2 separate regions of the Sus scrofa genome follow, and region 1 is linked to region 2. The links are chromatin contacts, called in public Hi-C maps. All regions are on one chromosome and are shown on one strand. The core of a region is the stretch at or near the end of the contact, and the rest is flanking DNA. Distances in the headings are between cores, read along the strand shown. Region 1 holds the start of CDKN1A (cyclin-dependent kinase inhibitor 1). Region 2 holds the start of KCTD20 (BTB/POZ domain-containing protein KCTD20).

The links. A called contact is a pair of places that touch in the nucleus more often than the background predicts.
Region 1: a Hi-C map of embryonic fibroblasts shows a contact between it and region 2, with 3 times the contacts expected there. The contact joins the promoter of CDKN1A here to the promoter of KCTD20 in region 2. A contact is called at or near these places in 2 of 47 Hi-C or Micro-C datasets (embryonic fibroblasts and mesenteric adipose tissue) and 1 of 2 datasets of contacts at active chromatin or transcription factors (alveolar macrophages).

The regions. Positions count from the first base shown.
Region 1 is chr7:32,352,674-32,357,012 of Sscrofa11.1, reverse strand. It overlaps CDKN1A (cyclin-dependent kinase inhibitor 1), which reads right to left and starts at 2,237. Exons shown (of 4, transcript XM_013977858.2): 1 at 2,108-2,237.
Region 2 is chr7:32,144,548-32,149,479 of Sscrofa11.1, reverse strand. It overlaps KCTD20 (BTB/POZ domain-containing protein KCTD20), which reads right to left and starts at 3,436. Exons shown (of 8, transcript XM_005665921.3): 1 at 3,252-3,436.

The sequences.
Region 1 (4,339 bases), core at 988-3,487, 210 kb before region 2:
GCGGTATATTCCCTGGCTTCTAGGAGCTAAAGATGGCTTCCAGGCAGGGACGCCGTCCATTTCTACCACCCCTTCCCTTAGGGCTCTCATAGGCTCCCCACCAAAATCCACCCTCAGGCCCATTATTAAAACTCCCACCTCAGAGAAAACTCAAACACAAACCTTCGTTTTACAAACAAGTAACTGAAAATAGCTTCCTTTGTTGGCCTCTGTGCCTTAGACTTCAACCATATTTTCTTTTCTAAATAAATAGTAAGCACTCAGTAAACACTGCTGAACCAATGGGTTACTCTTTCTAAGGGGCGGGGAGTGACTTCAGATCAGCCCTGTAGGATGCAAAGGCGGGTGAAGCTTCATGCTGGGAAGGCGTATTTGCTATTAGCGCTGGGGCCAGAAGGGGACGCTGGTCTCCAGGAAATCACGCACGGGGTGGGAGGTGCGTGGGCAGAGCCTGGGACAGCGGCAGGGAGTTGTGATGAGTCAGTTTCCTGCAAAACGCTCCCCGCCCGCCAAAACTTCGCTTCCACTCCGGCTGCGCGTCACCCTTGGACGGGGAGGGGGAGGGGAGGGGGAGCGGGGGCCGCAAACACGTCACGCTGAGCCAGCCAGGCTTCCGAAACGCCGCCACTGTTGGGAAACCGCGCGCTCTCGCGCCGTCTCCTGTCACACGCGCGCACACACACACACTCACACACTAACTCTCTTTCTCTCACATACGCACACACACACGCGCGCGCACAGGCGCGCGCAGAGATCTGGTCTCTCCACCTTATCTCCACGCCCAAACCAGGGGATGAGTCAGATCCCTGGAAAATAAAAATAGACGGGAGCAACGAAAACAAAACCGCTCGAAAGTCCTCCCCGAAACGCAACGTGGAGGAAGGGAAGGAGGGAGGGAGTTGCCTAGACGGCCTAAAGTGCCAAACCCATTTCCAAAATTCTTTTCCGCACGAGGAGGGCGCAAGTGTCCCCCGAGGGCCCCCGGACCCGGCGGACAAAACCGACGCACGGTAGTCCTCTCGCGGCGGCGGCGGCGCCCGAAGGGAGACTCGCCCTCCAGCTCCGCTCAGCCGGGTCACCCTCGGAGACGGAATTCTGGACTAGGCTGGGGTGACTGCAGCCCACGAATGCAGGTGAAAGAGGCCCTGAACAGTGTCGCACCCTGAAGCCCCATTTCTCAAAGTCGCGACCCCTTCCTGCCTCCCACCCCGGCGGGGGCTGCGTATCCCGCAGCGCAGCGGAGCCGGCCTCGGTTCTCGCCCCTGAGTCCACACGCCCGACCCAGCTGCAGGCTGGGCAGGGGTTCTCTAGGAGGCGGTGCGAGAAAGTTAGGTCCGGCCTTTATGCTTCTCGAACTGACAGGCACAAGCCCACCCATCGCGGGGCCGCGACTCCAGGTCCCCGAGGGTGCGCCGCGGGGCGGGGACCGGAACCCAGTGGTGGACCTCCCGGCGTCCCGGCTTCCCTGGGAACACTCTGTGCCAGGCAAATAAGTCACTGTGCTGAAGGGGGTCAGAGACCATGGGGACGCAGGGAAGGGGACTTCTGGGGGAGCCATGGTCTCCCAGCGCTGGCGGAGTTCTGACCTCACCCAGCCCGTTCCTCCAGGGTCTTCTTGTCACCGAGAGTCACCTCTTTGCTTACCCCTAAGGGACGTGTCCCGACACGTTCCCAAGGGCTGAGGACAGTCCGCGCTGACCTCAGCGCCCAGCCTATTGGCGGACACGGCAGCGCTAGGGACCCAGACCTCGGGGGTCTGGGCTGGGGCCTCACTGACTGGATCCAAGAGCCACCGCGGAACGGATCTCAGATGAACCTGCCCTGCTCGGCGTTCCACGCCCCTCCTGGAGCCCTCCGTGGACAGGGCTTCATCCCCACGCCTTGACCGCGCCAAGCCGGGCGCCCAGGGCGCACCCACGGTCCGGTCCAATACTTCCCTGGCCCCAGCAGTTTCAAGCGGAGGGAGCCCGGCGAGGATCCTCGATATTCGTGCCCCCTCTCCCTGCCCAGAGCCTTCCGCACATCCCGGCCCCGGTCCCAGGCGCACGTACAGACCCCCGTGTGCGCAAAACCGAGACCCACGCACAGACCCAAGCACGCCGTTCACCTGTGAACACAGCACATACAACGCCCCCACGGACACACCCACGGAGGTGCGCCGACACGCACGCGGACACGCTCTGCTCAGCTCAGAGCCGCAGCCGGGGATCCGCTCCTGCCTGCCCTGGCTCCCTCACCTCTTCTGAGGGTCGGTGTCTCCGAGAATCCGCGCCCAGCTCCGGATCTCCCAACTACCGACTCTGGCAGCTGCTCACACCTCAGCTGGCGCCGCCCGGCTCAGCGCTCATAAAAGGACTCGGGAGGCGGGACCTGATGCTCCGCCCACAGCGTGCTAGGGACCGCCTCGCACCAGGAGGACCCAGGCTCTTGGCGGCTTCCCTTGGCTCAGAGCTCTGATGCCAGCCTCGCGAAGTCACTTCCCTCCTCCCCATTCCCGAGTCTGTACGCTTGACACATTCTCCCGCCCCTCCTCCCGCCCCAGAATTGGGCCCCAAATCTGTTTTTTTGTTTTTTGGGTTTTTTTTTTGTTTGTTTTTTTAAGTGGGGAGTGAGTTGGCATTCTCCTTCAGGTGTCGGCATCGTGGACAAACCCCCTCTCAGGTCCACTGCCGACTGCCTCTGGGCAAAGATTTACCCAAAGCAGCTGAATAGACCACAAGGGGTGACATTAACAAATAACATCCTTTACTACTACTACTACTACTACTACTACTACTACTACTACTACTACTACTACTACTACTACAAGATACACCTGGCTTTACAATTCCCAGAAAAGCCTCACTATACCACCACTATTCCCACCGGTCCCTCACTACACTACCTCTCCCCATCACTGAGGCATCCAGACATCCCCACCAAAGCATTCTTGGAGGCCCTACAGGATTTAATTCCCTTTATTTCACAGATGGGAAACTGAGACCCACAGAACTAAAGAGGTGAAAAGCTGTTATTTGTCAAATGCCCCAGGGAAGGAAAGGACTGGGGACACTGCTAAGAAAAGGGTCTCCAAAGGAAAAGGGACCCTGAACTAGTCTTCCTCCCCCCTCCTCCTCACTCCCTGCACCCACCTCCCTCTCACCTCAGCAGAAGAAAGCTCTGTGATTGCAGCAGATTTGATGGCTAGGAAAGGGATTTGGTGGGTGGGTTATTTCCTGGATAGTCCCCACACAGCCCACATACACCGCTGAGAAACTGAGGCTTGGTGGCCTGACTCAGGTAAAATAGCAAATGAATGGTGACGGTTGGAACATAAGCCTTTTGCCTCTCACTCAGAGCTCTCTGCTCCTTGTCCTCTCTATTTCAGTGGCTCTAGAATGAGGGAAACCCCCTGCACCCCTCATTTCCAGGCAGTATACTGAGGTGACATTGTTGAGAGACAATTCTGGAAATGTCCACCTGTGTTTCTGAGAGATACAAAAACCAGTGAGGTGCTTCCCCCCACCTTCACCCTCCCAGCCCTTCTTGAACCTCACCTTTTTTCCTCCCCTCACCAAAAACATTTACACCTTCTGCTTTTAAAAAATAACATAGAACACAGTGTTCATCTAAACAGAAATCCCACTAAAAAACAGAATCCAGGCTTGGAGCAGCTACAATTACTGACATCTAGGGCTGTTCAGTGTCTTGAAATCTCTGCCCGGACATGCCCAGTCTTCTTCCTCTAATGCAGCTGACCTCGGGGAGGACAGGCCTCCCTCTCCTCTACAGCCTGGGCAGGAGCCCGGGCAGGGGTGGGAGGGGACATTACCAGCCCCCCTTTCTGACCTGATATTCGAGTCAGGCCAGGATTGCAGCCAGAATTCAAAAGCATCTCAAAAAGGCCGAGGGACCTCTGCAGCAGCCCTCCCCACCTCCGGTGCACCCGTATGGCCACACCACCCAAAGGCTAAGTTGTCAAATGTCCAGCAGAGAACAGACACATCCTCCTACTGCCTTGAATCCCCTTGGCTTTCAGGCATTTCAAATAGACTTGACATTGTTAGTCTGTTTACTTTGGGGAAAAAAAATTTTAATGAAGGCTTGTATTGAATTATTTGAAGTTTTGTGGTACTGAACTCCACAATGAAATAATTCTTTTTGTTGTTGTTGTTGTTGTTGTTAGGAAGTGAATTTTTTTATAACTTCTAGCCCATCACCACCACCACAACAGAATTCAACAAATATTTATTAAGCACCTACTAAGTGTCTAGTACGGTTCAGTACTTTTCCAAAAAAGTTTCCAGACATACACTTGAATGTGTAGCCAGGTGGTTTTTTTGGCCACATCCACAGGATG
Region 2 (4,932 bases), core at 2,187-4,686:
TTGTTCTTTTACTAATGGTTTTTGGCCGCACCTGCAGCATATGGAAGTTCCCAGGCCAGGGATCAAATCCAAGATGCAGCTGCTGGCCTATGCCACAGCTGCAGATCCTTAACCCACTACACCACAGAGGGAACTCTTTTACTATTTATCTCAAGCTCCAGAGTTCCTTATTTTAGTATTTCCACTCTTCATGGTTTATTTATGTAGTTAGAACACAGTGTCCTTCAATCTCCATTTTTCCAAATACTGCTTTTGTACTCGGGTGAAAGTCTCTCAGTTTTCTTCATCTACTTATAGCTGAGTTTCTTCAAACTTTTTCCATTTTTGAAGCATTCTTCCTGCAATGATTTAGTGGGAAGAACACTGGGCTAAGAGCCAGGAGTCCTCACTCAGCCATCTCATCTCTCAGACTCCTCATCTTAAAGGCAAGGGGATTGCACTAGGGAAACTTGCAATAGGTTCCCTGGTTTCTCTAAGCCTCTTAGTTCCATGATTCTGGGTCTTACAACCAGAAAACATCCAGTATTCCAACAATTTCCCTAACTTTTTACTCCCATTAGCCAAGGAGGGGTAGGCATGTTGATTCGGGAAGCCCAGAGTATAGAAGCAACGACATGACATTTTGTAAATCAATAGAAAAAGATTAATAAGAAAAACGGACACCAAAAAGAAAGACAGAAAAAGGTCAAAAACACACAGCCTAACTCCAGCCTTATTCCTCTCCACATCGATCTTAAGAGGGACTAAGAAACAGAAAAAGCTTTTGGCAGCAGAGGAGGCTCTCCAGCCCTCCTATGGCCTCAAGGGAGCAATGCAACTCTGCAACCTCTGTGCAGTGTTGTTGCTAAAATGACCTATTACAGTGCTTTGCACAAAATAGGCATTACTGGGGTATGTGATGACTGAATTCATGTTCAGGTGAACTGAAAGCGCTCATAAATGCTACTGGTGCTGCTACACACCAGGAAATCTGAGACCTCAAGGCCATGGGAATTACATGGCATTGGCTGCCCTGGTTCTAAGGGGAAGGAGACTGAATTAGCGGGGAGGAGAGGGAGATGGCCTAACGGCATGGCTTACACACTGATGACACTGAAAGCAGCCCCCAGGAGGTAAAAGGACAGAGTAATAGGCAAGGACTACCTCTCAGGCAATATCGGAATACGCATGAAAGTATTTCCTACTCTGGTGTCAGAGTCCAAGAAAGCACTATCCTTCCTGAAGTTTCCTTCCAGAGAGTCAGACCTTGGCTTATGATTGGATAGGCAGCAGAGGAAAGTAAATCAACAAAGGGATAAGGAAGTTGGGCAGTTCTAAGAATTCTCACGCCAGCCCTATGATGACGTTTCTCAAAGTGTGGTCCCTGGATCACCAAGAACAGAACAATGGAGGAGGTGCGTGCTTAAAATGCAGCCTAGAGGATCCATCACTGATCTCTAGAATCAAATTTCTGGGAGTAGTACAAATCATGAGATATCACCTCACACCTGTCTATCATCAAAAAAAGAATACAAATAAATGTTGGTGAGGATGTAAAGGGAACCCTCGTACGCTGTTGGTGGGAATGTAAATTGGTGCAGCCACTGTGGAAAACAGTATGGAGGTTTCTTAAAAAAATAAAAACACAATTACCATATGACCCAGTAATTCCACTCCTGGTTGTATATCTAAAAAAACCCAAATCACTAATTCAAAAAGATACATGCCCTAATGTTCATAGCAGCATTATTTACAATTCCCAGGACAAAGAAGTAACATAAACGGCTAAAAAAAGAGGTGATACACATACAAAATGGACTACTACTCAACTATAAAAAAAGAACGAAACTTTACCATTTGCAGCAACATGGATGCACTTGGAGGGCAGTATGCTAAGTGAAAGAATTCTGACACAGAAAGACAAATACTGTGTATCACTTATATGTGAAATTAAACAACAACAACAACAACAAACCAGTGAATAGCACAAAAAAGAAGCAGACTCACAAATATAGAGAAAAAAACTAGTGGTGGTGGTGGAGTAATACAGGGGAGGGGGAAAGGAGGTACAAACTATTGGGTATAAGATAGGCTGAAGGATGCATTGTATAACACCAGGAATACAGCCAATATTTTGTAATAACTGCAAATGGAAAGTGACCTTTAAAAATTGTATAAAATTTTTTTAAATTATTTTTAAAATTTCTGGGAGGGGTTTTGGCATTTTTAAGGCACAAACTTATTTTGAGAACTACTGTCCCAGAATCGAGGTGGGGGGTGGGGTGGGTGGAAGTGTCAGGCACCAGGACGCGTTGAGGGTGAAGTTCTTTGACTCCGATTCATCATATTCAACTGCTGTAACTACAACACTTTGTTTGGGGGAACATTAAAAAAAACCCTTAAATTCTCAGGTAACAGCTGCAGATAGCTGTTTAACAGCTACTAAGGGAACAATTAAAAGGGCCTGAAAAACGCATTTTCATAAACTGGTTAACCAGTTCCTCACAGCCTTGTTTATCTTGTTAGTTTGTTCACTGGTTTCTCGATTAAAAATCAGTAGGTTCAATCCAGGAATTTTCAGAAAGAATCACAAACTCCAAAATAGATTTTTTCAATAGAGCAAAACTAGGCTTGTAAACCTGAAGACACTGAACGCTATACAAAGCAAGGTTTTATTTAAAAGAAAATTACCGGTTCAGGCTCCCCCAGCGCTTTCACACTCAGAGGCACTGATGAAAGCTAGCAATTTGTGGGTGGCAGAGAAGACATACTTCGAAGCAGGGGCGCAAAAAGTGTGCACTCTCCGCTCCAGAGTTTGGGAAAAAGTCTGACCAACTACCTAATTTTTAATGAATTCAATTAGTTGCTAGAAAAGAACGCGTCTGCAAACGTTTTATCCATTTACACGGCAGGGCTCATCATTTTTCTTCTTTGGGGATAAAAACACCAAAAGGCCTGCAGAAAAGTCAAGTTGATACTTTAGTCGTCCCCACGACGGTGCTATTTCCACATAAATCGACTCCCTTCTGCCCCCCAAAAACAGGCTTTACCCTCAGCAAGGAAACCAGCGGCCGCAACTCCTTTGCCAACGTTTTTCCTCGAGATGACCGTAGCCCCGCGGCCTTTCAACTGGAGGTCCGACCCGGCGCCGGCCACCCGAGCGGCGCCCGGAGGAGATGGCTCCCCAGCCCCCGACAGGAAAGCACCTTTTGGGGCCAGGCCCGCTGCCACACCGGGTCTTCGCCTCCAACCTGTCCCGCGCCTCGACTTACCTGACGCTCCCTGCCGCGCTCTCGCGCTCGGGGCCCGAATCCACCCGGGAGGCGCGCGCACCCGGCGCCGCGAGCAGTCGCCGCGGGGACCGGTAGTGCCGCAGCGGCGCGCGCCCCCGCCTCGGCCCGCGCGGCCACGCGGCTGAGTAACCCAGCACTTCACGTTAAGAGTCCCCCTCGGCGCGCAGGGCACGCCGGGAAGGTCGGGCTCGGGCCCGCCCGCTGGGCCACACGCAGTAGGGGGTCCCGTTTCATCCCGCGCAAGCCCTGCAGTGCGGTCGTTCTCACTCCGTCACTACCAGGGTAGATTGGTTTCCGAGCTGCGGATACCCTCTTTCAATTATTAAAGATATAAAACGGAAAAGTTAGTAGTTACCTGAATTGTGAAATAAGCTCGCACAGCCCTGGGACAGCTAGTGCTTTTAGAAAATTGTGGAGGCCAGATCTTTGCATACTTTTGGTGGAGGAGACGGCAAGAATGATGGAGTTCCTTTAACACGTTTTGCTTGGAAGCCCGTATCTGCATAGGCATTCTGACCGAAAGGAGGGCGGGAAATGCCCACGTTCTCCCCCTAACCTTGAGTTTAATGAAACTACATACCATAGCAAATAAAGCAGAATTACAAATTTTTAATCAACCTGAAGCAAATTAGTGGGAAATTGGCCGTGCTACGAGTAAAATATTTCAACACTCAAAAAACCTGGAGTTCCCTTTGTGGCTCAGAGGACATGAACCTGACTACTATCCATGAGGATGCAGGTTCTATCCCTGGCCTCGCTCAGTGGGTTGAGGATCCTGCATTGCGGTGAGCGCTGGCCAGCAGCTACAGTTTCCATTTGACCCCTAGCCTGGGACCCTCCATATGCCACGTGTGCGGCCCTAAAAACACAAAAGACAAAACAAAAAAAATCTGTATATAGTCCATGACCTAAAAAGCATGAAAAGAAAGAAATAGCATCAGTCCTTTTTGTCATTTCTTCTGTTTTTTGTACTTCACAGCAGGAAACGAATCCGACTAGGAATCATGAAGTTGCGGGTTCGATCCCTGGCCTCGCTCAGTTTTGCTCAGCTGGTTAAAGATCTGACATTGCCCTGAGCTGTGGTGTAGGTCGCATACGCGGCTCGGATCCCGAGTTACTGTGGCTCTGGCATAGACCGGTGGCTACAGCTCCGATTAAACCCCTAGCCTGGGAACCTCCATATGCCTTTTTAGGGTGTGGCCCCAAAAAGACATAAATAAATAAATAATAAAAGTTATGAAATTTAAATAAAAAGCTATATTGATTATGCAAACTATTCAAAACCTATTAAGTTAATAACAGTGTTTTGAGTCAACTTTTTTATGTAAGTCTAGCAATTAATGTGGGGCTAATGAGGATTAGCATTGAAATGGAAGAAATATGAGCAAATATCTCATTCCAGTAGGTTGCAAATGGTTGTGGGATACTTGTACAGCAAAATTGCCTCATTAAAGGCAACAACTTTAATTTCAAAAACAAGCTATAAACTTGATCATTATAATTTGATCTTAGAGCTATAGAGGGCATTCCCAGTTCCTATTCTCTCACTTCACTTATAATGATTGTAAGGACCTGGTACTGTGTTTGAATAAGGATGGGCTAGCTTATTACGCTCCATTAGTCACCTGTAGGCAGTGATTCTACAAGGCTGCTCACCTTC